2 separate regions of the Hordeum vulgare genome follow, and region 2 is linked to region 1. Evidence: chromatin contacts called from public HiChIP or PLAC-seq data. All regions are on one chromosome and are shown on one strand. The core of a region is the stretch at or near the end of the contact, and the rest is flanking DNA. Distances in the headings are between cores, read along the strand shown.

The links. HiChIP or PLAC-seq counts read pairs in DNA pulled down with a chosen protein or histone mark.
Region 2: an H3K4me3 HiChIP or PLAC-seq map of embryo shows a contact between it and region 1, with 6 times the contacts expected there. The contact joins the promoter of LOC123401337 here to the promoter of LOC123403510 in region 1. A contact is called at or near these places in 1 of 6 Hi-C or Micro-C datasets (leaf) and 1 of 1 datasets of contacts at active chromatin or transcription factors (embryo).

The regions. Positions count from the first base shown.
Region 1 is chr6H:314,776,012-314,781,568 of MorexV3_pseudomolecules_assembly, reverse strand. LOC123403510 reads right to left here and starts at 2,540. Exons shown (of 2, transcript XM_045097441.1): 1 at 2,248-2,540; 2 at 1-249.
Region 2 is chr6H:315,176,196-315,181,752 of MorexV3_pseudomolecules_assembly, reverse strand. LOC123401337 (NAP1-related protein 2) reads left to right here and starts at 2,648. Exons shown (of 10, transcript XM_045095121.1): 1 at 2,648-3,004; 2 at 4,516-4,638; 3 at 4,746-4,796; 4 at 4,889-4,960; 5 at 5,216-5,329; 6 at 5,445-5,503. The coding sequence starts at 2,873.

The sequences.
Region 1 (5,557 bases), core at 1,291-3,790:
AATCCGCTACTAACAAAACCTGATGTGTCTGCCCTGTCCATTTACCTTGTGGCCTCAGCACAAGTCGTGACCCACAAGGTACTTGAGCCCTGGCAGACTAACCGTCTGATACAGCGATGATCTGATCTGATATTTGACTGACCATCCACTGTCCCCTTTTCCTTTTTCTTGATTTGTTTATAAATTCTTGAGCATTAGGCAGAAGCACAAGAGCTCAATTGCCAAGATAATCTTCAAACTACACTGGTACTGCAAAAAAAAAAAATTGGAATTAGCAACTCAGATGGAGTTCATACCCTAATCTAGTTCTCCTCAACAACAAATATTATGATACAGAGGGAGTAGAACTTAACATGACTCTAAAAAAGCAATATTAAATGCATATTGGAATAAACCAGTGCCGATCAACTGAAAGAACAAATCAGGAATTTCTCATAACAAAAATAAAAACAAAAAAGAGTTACCAGTTTAACCAGCACACAACTTCCTAAAAGAATAAATCATTGGCTCGTGAAGATTGGCTCGTGAAGAGGATGTTAAGTTGCTCAAACTACTCTGCCCTGCCTGCCTGTTTTTTTGAGGCTACAAGAACCTGCCCTGCCTGCTTGTTTTTTTTTTGTGGGGCCGTGGTCGTCCCACTGGTCTGATTTGATCTGGCTCCACTCGAACCACAGAAAATCTTGGAATCTAACACAATCATTCAAAGGAGGACTAAACTAGTACTAGTAGACAAACAAAGGTCTGTGGTAGAGTGAATATTCATGAGATGCAGTTCAACTTGACCAGAGAAGTGAAATGAGTACGGAGATCCAAAAGTTAGGAATGACTGGATATGACCAAAAAAAATCAATCAAAACCTCCTTGCAAAATTGAAGTTCCTTTTCGGCGAATCCAAATCCTTACATGGTTCATAGAAAGTGGATGGGAAGGTATAACAAACTGGCACAAATGAACTTATTTGGTAGACAGGATGCCAATTGTACCATAGCATATTTGATTAATGAAAGCTCTCTTTTCACCAAAAAGAATCCTCTATCGTCAGAATATCATGACATAAAAGGGCGTGTCAAGCACACAATAGAATAAGTCAAAGCCTCCTTTGCATAGGAGCCACATACTGGTAGGCTAAATTTAGTCGAGCAATTTGTGCAATATTTGAACCTTTATGACAGCGAATCCTCTCGACCCCTATTGAGCAGATGACAGAATCACGCAATAAAATCCCCTAGTTCATACCGATCGATAAATCTGCGAAACACACCGTATTATATAACTAGCGGATTTGGTTAGGTTAGTCCAAGTCGTACCTAATAGCTACAGCTTTAAAATATTACCCCTCCAAGTAGAACCATCTTGCATGGTCAACATTCATAACCACACGCATATTTTCAAGGATAATTCGAAGTTTTTTTGAAATTATCAGGATAATTCGAAGTGTTTATTCAGTTTACTAGACGGTCTGATGTTCCAGGATTTGTTGCCGTGGGAAAGAGCACCAGAGTTAGGGGATGCTACCTTTGTAACTCCAAATCTAGCCGAGGTCACCTTGACCACACGTTGGCTTACACGAGAGACGAGACAGATTGGCGGTTCTCTACCCAAGAAATTGGTACTCTAGCAGGACTAGGTGGTACCATATGTGAGACATGTCCTGAGACGACTTGAAAGAGACACAGGGCAAGACAATTTTTACCCTACTTACAAGAAACGACCCAGTGGAATTATAATGGAAAAATTATATATGATGTACTCTAAAATGAAAACACAGGACAAACTATGATCTACTCTAAAATGGAAGGAAACAAAACACTGTGGCTTGCCATATCTGCTAGCAAGATCGAATAGCAAACCGTACCTTAGCTGTGTACCACCTGAACAAAAGGGAGAGAAAAATATAGAGCTGTTTGCTCCTACCACATACTCATCATATATAACCGTGGATGTGGATAAACCCAATTGTAAACGAAATCCCACCGATTAAAGAAGAGGGGAAATGAGATCTAAGTAAGCTTATACGGCTGAATTCCCATAATCACAACATCCAGTGCAGAAACCTCAAAACAATCGATGAAGGGGGCGGGACTCTCTGAATCAAGAATCCATTCGCCAAGGGAATATGTATGGACAGTCGGACAAGAAACACGCAAGCAAACAAACAAGGAACGGAAAGGAAAGCAAGACGGAGCAGAGCACCAAATCCTGGAGGAGGTAAGAAGAGGCTGCTCAGGGAGAAGGGCGGGGAATCACCTAGGATCTATCTCAATGGAGGAGATGGAGGAGGAGACCCTGCTGTCTTTGCGCAGAGAGAGAGAAAGAGAGAGAGAGAGATTCTGTTTTGTTGGAGAGAGAGAGAGAGGGGGGTTGGAGGGAGAGAGATTCTGTTAGACAAGGAGGGAGGGCGCGTGTATATGGTATCAGGCCGATGGAGTCTGGTTGTATCCTCGTGGGTGCGCTACCGCTACGTCACATGACGGTGCCGGTTGGCCTCCCACACGGCGCTTTCTTTTCCACGCACGCACGCACCTAGTACCTGGCTCCGCTCGGCCCGCGGCGCAGCCGAGCTGGCTTAAATGACTGCCTGATTGGCCGATCTCCCTCTCATTGTTTGTATGGTGCACATTTCGTTGGGGTACGCTTCGCGAGGGCCCCCGCTATGGTGGATTCTTCTTCCTTCCCAGGAGTGTTTGCTTTTGTGCAAGTGTGACAGCACGTTGGGTAGGTAATTTGAGGCGGAAATTTGATGGCGATGTCTTCAGCATCTGCATCTGATTACTAGTCAAGTTTTTTTTTTTTTTTTTTTTTTTTTTTTTTTTTTTTGCGGGGGATGATTACTAGTAGTACGTACGAGTCAGGTTAAAGGCAGGCAAGTCATTGTTTTGATCCTAATTGTGTACAACGCCTATGAGATTTGACGTTTCACGAGTTTCTCAGGTTTGGGAACTCGAGGTCTAAGGACCATCCAACCAGTGAAGGATCTTGTGTTGTTGGTACTCATTTTTCATTCTACTTCCTTAACGAAGAAACATGATTTTTTTTTCTTGTTGTTGTTGAGGGGGAACGAAGAAACATGATTCGCAGAAGCTTCTATTACTGGTTTTAAATACAGGGCCATTAAGAAAAATATAATTTTTTAATCAATACTAGCACAAATGCCGTGCGTTGCAATGAGAGACATTGCCACATGGCTCATGCTTCAACTTATTTTCGTCCGTCCCGTTTACTCGTCCGAGTTTGTTATGAACATCTCCTTCCCCGTCTCTAGTGGATCATCATGTACCTAGGTAGCGAGCTTCTTCACTTTCATAAATGCAGCCTTCAGTTGAAATGTGATGTTTCGTCGTGTATGTTGTCTTCTTAGAAGGGATAGACGTAGAGCACGTAATATGGTCATTGCACACATAAAAATTTAATCAACTAGCTACAATTTTTTTTTCAATGCAAGCATGTCTTAGGAAGGAATATTTCTTCATTTCCCCTTTTAATTGCCCACCATATTTCTTAAGCATTCATTAGGGAATCTCGTCTCTTAATTATCCCACATGTAGTACTGATTCCTCCTTGTTTAATTGCCCACCATATTTATCCTTCATGTTTTATTTTCTTCTTCTTTCGAAGATCCTTCCTTGCTTCAATCCTACCTTTCTGGACACTCACTCGTTATCCTTCGATCACCATTTTTTTTCTTTTTTTTCTTATTTCGAAGATCCTTCCTTGCTTCAATACTTCCTTTCTGGGCACCCACTCGTTATCTTTCGATCATCAATTTCCAAGCCGACTTATTAAGGTGATTGATGACGGGTAACTTGAACATGTATATAAATTCATGGTTGTGTTTGCAAAAAGGCAAGGTGGTACTAATTGATAAGAAGAGCAACCGCGGCCAATCGCGGCTTGGCGGTCTCCTTTGCCCGACCGCCTCTCGCTCCTCTCGCTCTCTTCTCCCAGCGCCTACATCTAGCCGTGGCTCCACACTTCGGCACCGCTCCTCGCCTCCCCCACCACACACCTCGTGTAGTCGCCACTAGATGCCCCGGAGCCCGCAACCGCAGCCCCACACGTCGCGACCTGCACCTACCCGCCGCTGGCTGCGCGTGCAGCCATGGCCTCGCCTGCCGCCAGCGCCTCGCCGACCCCGCCACCTCCAGGAGCTCCGATCACCGCCGGCGCCTCCAGCAGGCCGGTGCCCCGCTGCCCTCTCCCTCTCCTTCACGTGCTCTCTCTCTCCCTCTCCTTCATGTGCTCTCTCTCCCTCTCCTCCTCCTCACTGCCCCATCTCTCTTTCTCTTTTCTTCCGGAGCTACCCCATGGAGCCATGGTCGCGCTCCGCGAGCTCCATCTCGCAGGACATCAAGCTGCCGCCGGATTTGGCTGGGAAATGGAGGGATCCGTCCATCTCCGACCTACGGTCGTCCCTGCCTCGTCGGAACGCTGCCCCACGACGCCACCGCGCCCCAGACCTCCTCTATGATCCCGCCATCGCGTTTGTCTGCTCCCTCTGATGGTGCCGGTCGAAGCCGAGCCGCCAACGCGCCAGAGACCCGCCGCCAATGGATCCGCGCAGCGAGGGGAGGAGGAGGAGGGGCGGCCGACGGATCCGCGCGGTGAGGGAAGGAGGAGGAGGGGGAGGGAGGGGAAGAGGAGCGTCGGAATGTGCCAGAGCGAAGCTGCCCAGGTTTTTTATTTATAAAAAGGTGAAACGTTTTTTCAACTAAGGACTGCAGGTTCAACAACCATAAAACAGGAAGGTGTTTTTGTAAAAACATCGCGACGGGTGAACAGGGAGATGCAATAGCTGCTTTATTATTAGGTAAAGATAAGGTCACTATCTTTTTTATCTAAAAGAAAAGTCACTGCCTTTTCATCATAAGAATCTATTTCACTTTTATCTCCTAAAATGTTGTTTATTAATGTAAACCTTGTATGCAACCATAGAAAAAATAGGTACCACAAGCCCACAACCATCATGCTATTTATTTGTTGGCTTTGTTTTCTTGCTATCTGGAAATGGGATAATGACCTTTTATACAAAAACGAAGGAGTATCTGATGACCCACAAGTATAGGGGATCAATCGTAGTCCCTTCGATAAGTAAGAGTGTCGAACCCAACGAGGAGCAGAATGATCTGACAAGTGGTTTTCAGCAAGGTAAAATCAGCACACACTGAAATTGTCGGTAACAAGTGATTGTGTGGTGAGATTATTCGTAGCCAGCAACAAGTAAAAAAAATAGCAACGGTGCAGCAAAGTGACCCAATCCCTTTTGTAGCAAGGGACAAGCCTGGACAAAGTCTTATAGGAGGAAAAACGCTCCTGAGGACACACGGGAATTTCTGTCATGCTAGTTTTCATCATGTTCATATGATTCGCGTTCGTTACTTTGATAGTTTGATATGTGGGTGGACCGGCGCTTGGGTACTGCCCTTACTTGGACAAGCATCCCATTTATGATTAACCCCTCTCGCAAGCATCCGCAACTACGAAAGAAGAATTAAGACAAAGTCTAACCATAGCATTAAACTAGTGGATCCAAATCAGCCCCTTACGAAGCAACGCATAA
Region 2 (5,557 bases), core at 1,399-3,898, 400 kb before region 1:
GAGCATTCGGGCAGACAATGTCCTGGCAATAGAACCAGGACGATTGCCAGTTCCTAACCGACTCGGATAGCTGAAGGGAGGGATAACTACTTTTCGTTTTCTTTGGAAATCCTAAACCCCCGCAGAGCTGGAGGATGTGTGTCTTATCATCAGACTGGCTAAGTTTCTTAACCGTTTGAGATCTAGCAGAGAAAACATATTTGAAGAGCCCCCAGTGGGGAGGACATCCTATGAAACACTCGCAGAGGGTGATGAATGCCGAAAGATGAGCTATCGCATTCGGCGGAAAGTGATGGAGCTGCGCCCCGAAGTAGTTCATAATACCTCGGAAGAAAGGATGGGGAGGCAGGGAGAAACCTCTGCCACGTGGCTGAGCAGCAGGACGCGCTCCCCCTCCATCGACACCGGCTCCATCTCGCCTTCCGGTAGCCTCCAAGACTTATCGACGACCATGTCGTGCTCCACCAGCTCCAGCACGTCGGTCTTCCTCACCGCGGAGGGGAGGAAGTCCCCCTGGATCCAGCCCGCCAGCAACGCCCGCTTCCGCCGCTGAGTGGAGGCCGCCCCCTTCTTCTTCTTCTTCACCTCAAGCTTGCTGGTCTGCCCCTTCGTCATGGCGAGGGCGACGGATCCGCAGAGGAGGAGGGGAAGGAGGTGGCTAGAGGTGTGCATGGAGTTGCGGGGAGGCGAGATCAATGGGAGGAAGACGAGCAGCGCAACAGGAAGGTCCGCCAGGAAGGCTTTAAAAGGTCTCCGACTGAATCACCTCCAGGTGGGCCCAAGATCTTATCCTCCCAACCGTCTGCTGCAAGATTAGTGGAGAAGATCGCGGCGCGGTAATCGAGGAGCCGAAATCTACTCGATGGCGATGACGTCATCCCCGCTGAGCGCGCGGTAACCGAAATTTGAGAATCCCGGAAATTCCGGCGCTGTGAGTATGACCGGTGTCGTCGAAAGATTCCGCGGAAGCAATAGGTCCCTCACGGTTCGTTTCGCTTGCATATTCACTCGGATCACTAGCCGCAAAGATAAAATGGATCGAGGCAGACAACACTAAGATCACCTCAATACCAGTCGGCTCCAAACTCCAGACATCACTTCATCGTTCCAGCCCCGATCCATTCGGGGACTAATGACGGGGTTATAGTCCCAGGGTAGGGTCATAGGTCTGCCCTATAGGTCCTACCCAAGGACTACCCTTCATAGGAGACAAGGCCCTTAGACAGTTCCGAGTGAACTAAGGACGCCCCCATCATCCAGTCGGCGACGGTCCACTCGGAGCATATCTAACGTGCCGACTGGAATCCACTATGTACATCGTAACCTCCTAGGAGGGCAATGGTCATACGTTTTCATACACCATAACTAGCATTTAAGGCTTACGTTACCAGTAACGCCAGCATTTACTCGCCACTACTCCACCCCTGTCCACCGGACCATTATGAAGGGCAGCGCACTCTATATAAGCCGCCCTTCACCACTGGTACAGGGGTTGGCACTTGCTGTAATCCCTTAATACACTCGACACAAAGCTCCCAAGAGCACTGAGACGTAGGACTTTTACCTCCACCGTAGAGGGGCCTGAACTCATACATCCTCGCCGTAGCTAAGGCTCTGCCCATATACTTTCGTACCCCGTACTTCTACTGTCAGACTTATACCCACGACAGTATCTCTTCGACAGAAATCAAGGCTTATCCATCTTCTCAAAATATCTCAAGCCGCTCTCCTCTTTCTCTTAGATCCATACATCTGGTAAGTCCTCGGGCACGAAGCGTCTTCCAGTCAAGCAGCCAACACACTTTTGCTGATTCTAGTAATTAGCAGCCATGGTTGTTCCTCATTTCTTGTAGCAAGCAACCCTTACTCCTCCCAGTACTCGGTTTTTGCAGCAAGCCATGACGCCCCAAGCTGTCAATTTGTGGATACGCGGTCACGCTGTTTGCGGTTGCTAGGAGCCACTAACGCGCCGTCAGGCCACACTGCCATGAAGCTCATAGCCGGTGCTACAAGGTCGGTGCTCGGCTACTATGGCCACCGGTGCTCTGCAACAATCGGGGGAGACCTCATGCGGCCGAGAGGCTCCTTCGAGCAGATCCGCAGATGAGTTTCTAAAACAACGACATTGTTGCGAAATGATGACACCAAAACTAGTGCAATTACGACAGAGCGGCAAGTTTTCGCAACATGGTCAGTGTTGCATTTTTTTGCAACGAATGTCTTGTTGCAGGAATACGACACAACGACGAGTTTCCGCAAATATGAACTTTGTTGTAAAAATATCTTCCGCAACAATACCTATGTTACAGAAAGACAAAGATTTATTTTTCCTACAACAAAACGATTATTTTTAAAACTCGACGGTTGTTACAGGAATTAATGGGTCCAAAGTTTATTTTTTTTACAACAAAACGATTGTTTGTGCAACTCGATCATTGTTTCAGAAATTATTAAACGTCCGGCCGAAGCCCCGCACGAGCAAATCGGATGGCTGGGCGCGTAGATCGGACAATCGTCGAGTGACAGTCGATGGTGCCTAGCAGCCTTTTTTTAAGCTCGTGTTTAAGAGGTGCAAAGCTGTTTTGTGGGCGAACTAACAAGACAAGACCCTCGCGCCCGATCCTTAGGGTTAGGGTTTTAGAAAACCCTGGCGTAGGGACAAAACCACGCGAATCCAACGGCCCAGCCCACCCCGAATCGCCTCAATCCCGACTCGACGCGTATCTCCGCGCCGTCCACTATAAAAATCCGGCAGCTCCGCATCGTCCCCCTCAGCTCCGCCTCCCTTCTGCTCTGCCCGCTTCTAACAAACGCACACACTCCCTCTCTCTCCGCGGCGCAGGTCGGAGGCTAAAACCCTAGACAGGCGACTATGACGGCGCCGGCGGACAAGGGGAAGAAGGCCAAGACCGACACCGACGTTGGCGAGGAGAACGAGCAGATCGACGGTGCCCTCGTCCTCTCCATCGAGAGGCTCCAGGAGATCCAGGACGAGCTCGAGAAGGTGAGCTGCCCCTCCCCCGATCTGATTTGTTGCGTCGTAAGTGTTGGGTTGGTTGCACAGCTGGGTTTCTCAGTTGGTTTATTGGACCGGGGTGATTTCGTCAAATTCGAGAGTACGTAATTTGGTGGAGGGGTTGCTGATTACTGTTTGGTAGACTTCTCCGCTACTCGTTGTCTTAGCTGCGCGGACTGGTGGTAGCAGCTGCACGGGATTACCGCAGGCCGTACTTGCTCAAAAGCTGTGATATTGCGAATTTTGTTGTTAGAACCTATATGAACTGAGGAGTGTATTCTATCGATTGATTCACGCGTGAGCTTCTGGCAAGTGAAATTTTAAATTTTAGAGTATTAAAAGGCACGCAAATTGTTTAGGAGGTTTCGTAGTGGACGGGCAATCAAGGGTTTATATGTAGGCTGTTTGAGGATTTATATCTATGCAGTAAACATTTTGAAATGCAAAAAATCATCTAATGTATTAATAAAATTCAATTTCCACGACTCCTCTTTTGGTTGGCATGTCCCAACTTAGTTAGTAAGATAACTCTAATAACCTAGTGGCTCAAGTTGGCGCCAGTTTGCAATTGAACTTCCCGGATGCAAGTGATTGAAGAAGTAAGTCTCGATTTTCATTTCTCGGCCCCATATTGGTTCCTGAGGTTGGTCTGCAAAGGCTGGATTCTAGATTGGCTACCACCCTCTCACAGCTCCATCTGGAGCTGCTAGTAACGAGTTTGAATTGTTTTGTCCAAATTTTGGATGTAAAAGTCAATTGATACTGGTAACTGGTTGGCTATAGAAAGTGTGCATGTTGCTTTCCTTGATTTAGACAATTACAATAAGCGTGAAGTTACTGTGCTTGCTTGTTTGCTGTCTTGCCACTACAGTATCTTATCGAATACACCAGACAGAAAGTGATTGACTTTTGTTTAGATGTCTTATTTGCTTCCCCAGCCAATTTTACTCACCAATTATTCCTTGACCAACTATTATTCAATTTCGCTTGGTTGGTAGAAACATAGTATGCTCATATTGGCCACAATGTGTACAGCTTGTTCTACAATCTCCTGGGCTAGGACATTGTGTTTGGTTTCCAGTGTTAACCGGGTTGTTGCCACTAGGATATGTAATCCTTAGTATACCTATTGTGCTTGACTGCAGTTTTTAAACGGCACTGGAAAATGAAAAAAAAGCATATCGTTCTTAGAAGTTGTGCAATATTACTCACTTAGAGCTATGGTTTAGCATCAAGAGGGGAGTTTTGTGACAGCACCACAAAGAATTGTTCAAATACCCGTGAGTGAGGCATAGCACTGATATGATGTCCCAAAGTCACCTTTCACGTTTTATGGTGCCTCAAGTCTATTAGGAAATGTTGAGTTCATCCATGATTATTTTAAAACTGCTCCTAGTTTCTTTTGTGTTTTAAGAGTTAGGCTGTCATGTAAAACCTTCTTTGTACATGCCCAAATGTGAAGTGGAGTTGCTTATGTTAATTTCATCCATTGCTAACAGGTTAATGAAGAAGCAAGTGATAAGGTTTTGGAGGTTGAGCAGAAGTACAGTGAGATTCGCAGACCTGTCTATCTTCGGAGGTGTGACATCATCAAAACAATTCCAGACTTTTGGCTGACAGCGGTATGCAGACTATTTATTACGCAATAACAGCTTTGATGTTTGTTGCAGCTGTCAATCAACATGTTCACATTCACATTCTTACGTATTATGTTATGTGCTGCTTGCAGTTTCTAAGTCATCCTCTCCTCAGTGAGCTTTTGACTGAAGAGGATCAAAAGGTATTTTATTTCTCTGACATGAAGTTGGTTTCTGTTTACTTGAAATATTATGTAACATAACATATAAGTTTTCATTTTGTCTGTTATAATAGATGTTCAAGTACTTGGAGTCTGTCGATGTGGATGATTCTAAAGATGTCAAGTCAGGCTACTCCATCACTCTTGTAAGTACCATTCCCTCTTGGTAATTATGATGCCTTAATTGCATCACTTGTGCCTAGGGCAAAAGGAAGTAATAGAAACTAGATGCAACTGATAAAATGCTCTATTCCACAATGGCATAACCTATGCTTAAGGGAGCTAGTGAAGAAAGGCGAATAATGGCCTTGTTCAGCCCAAGTCAAGGTCTATTGTTGATAAAACGTTCAATCTTTCATCTTAATTATACTCATGATCTCCTCTTTGTTTTGAACTGGCAGAACTTCTCTGAGAATCCCTACTTTGAAGACAGAAAGCTTACCAAGTCATATACCTTTGCTGATGATGGAACAACCACAATAAATGCCACTTCCATTAAGTGGAAAGAAGGAATGGTATTGTGCCCTCTCTAAGTTCTATATTGTAGCATTGGCTTGGATGGAGAAAATCTAATGCTCTTATGTGTGTGTTTGTATATATATATATATATATATATATATATATATATAGGAAATTAATGGGAATGCGATTAAGAAGAAAGGAAGCAAGCGCCCATTGGTTGAAGAAAGGTTAGTTTCTTATCTTGCCATGATTGCTGCAGATGGATGATGAAGTTGAATTAT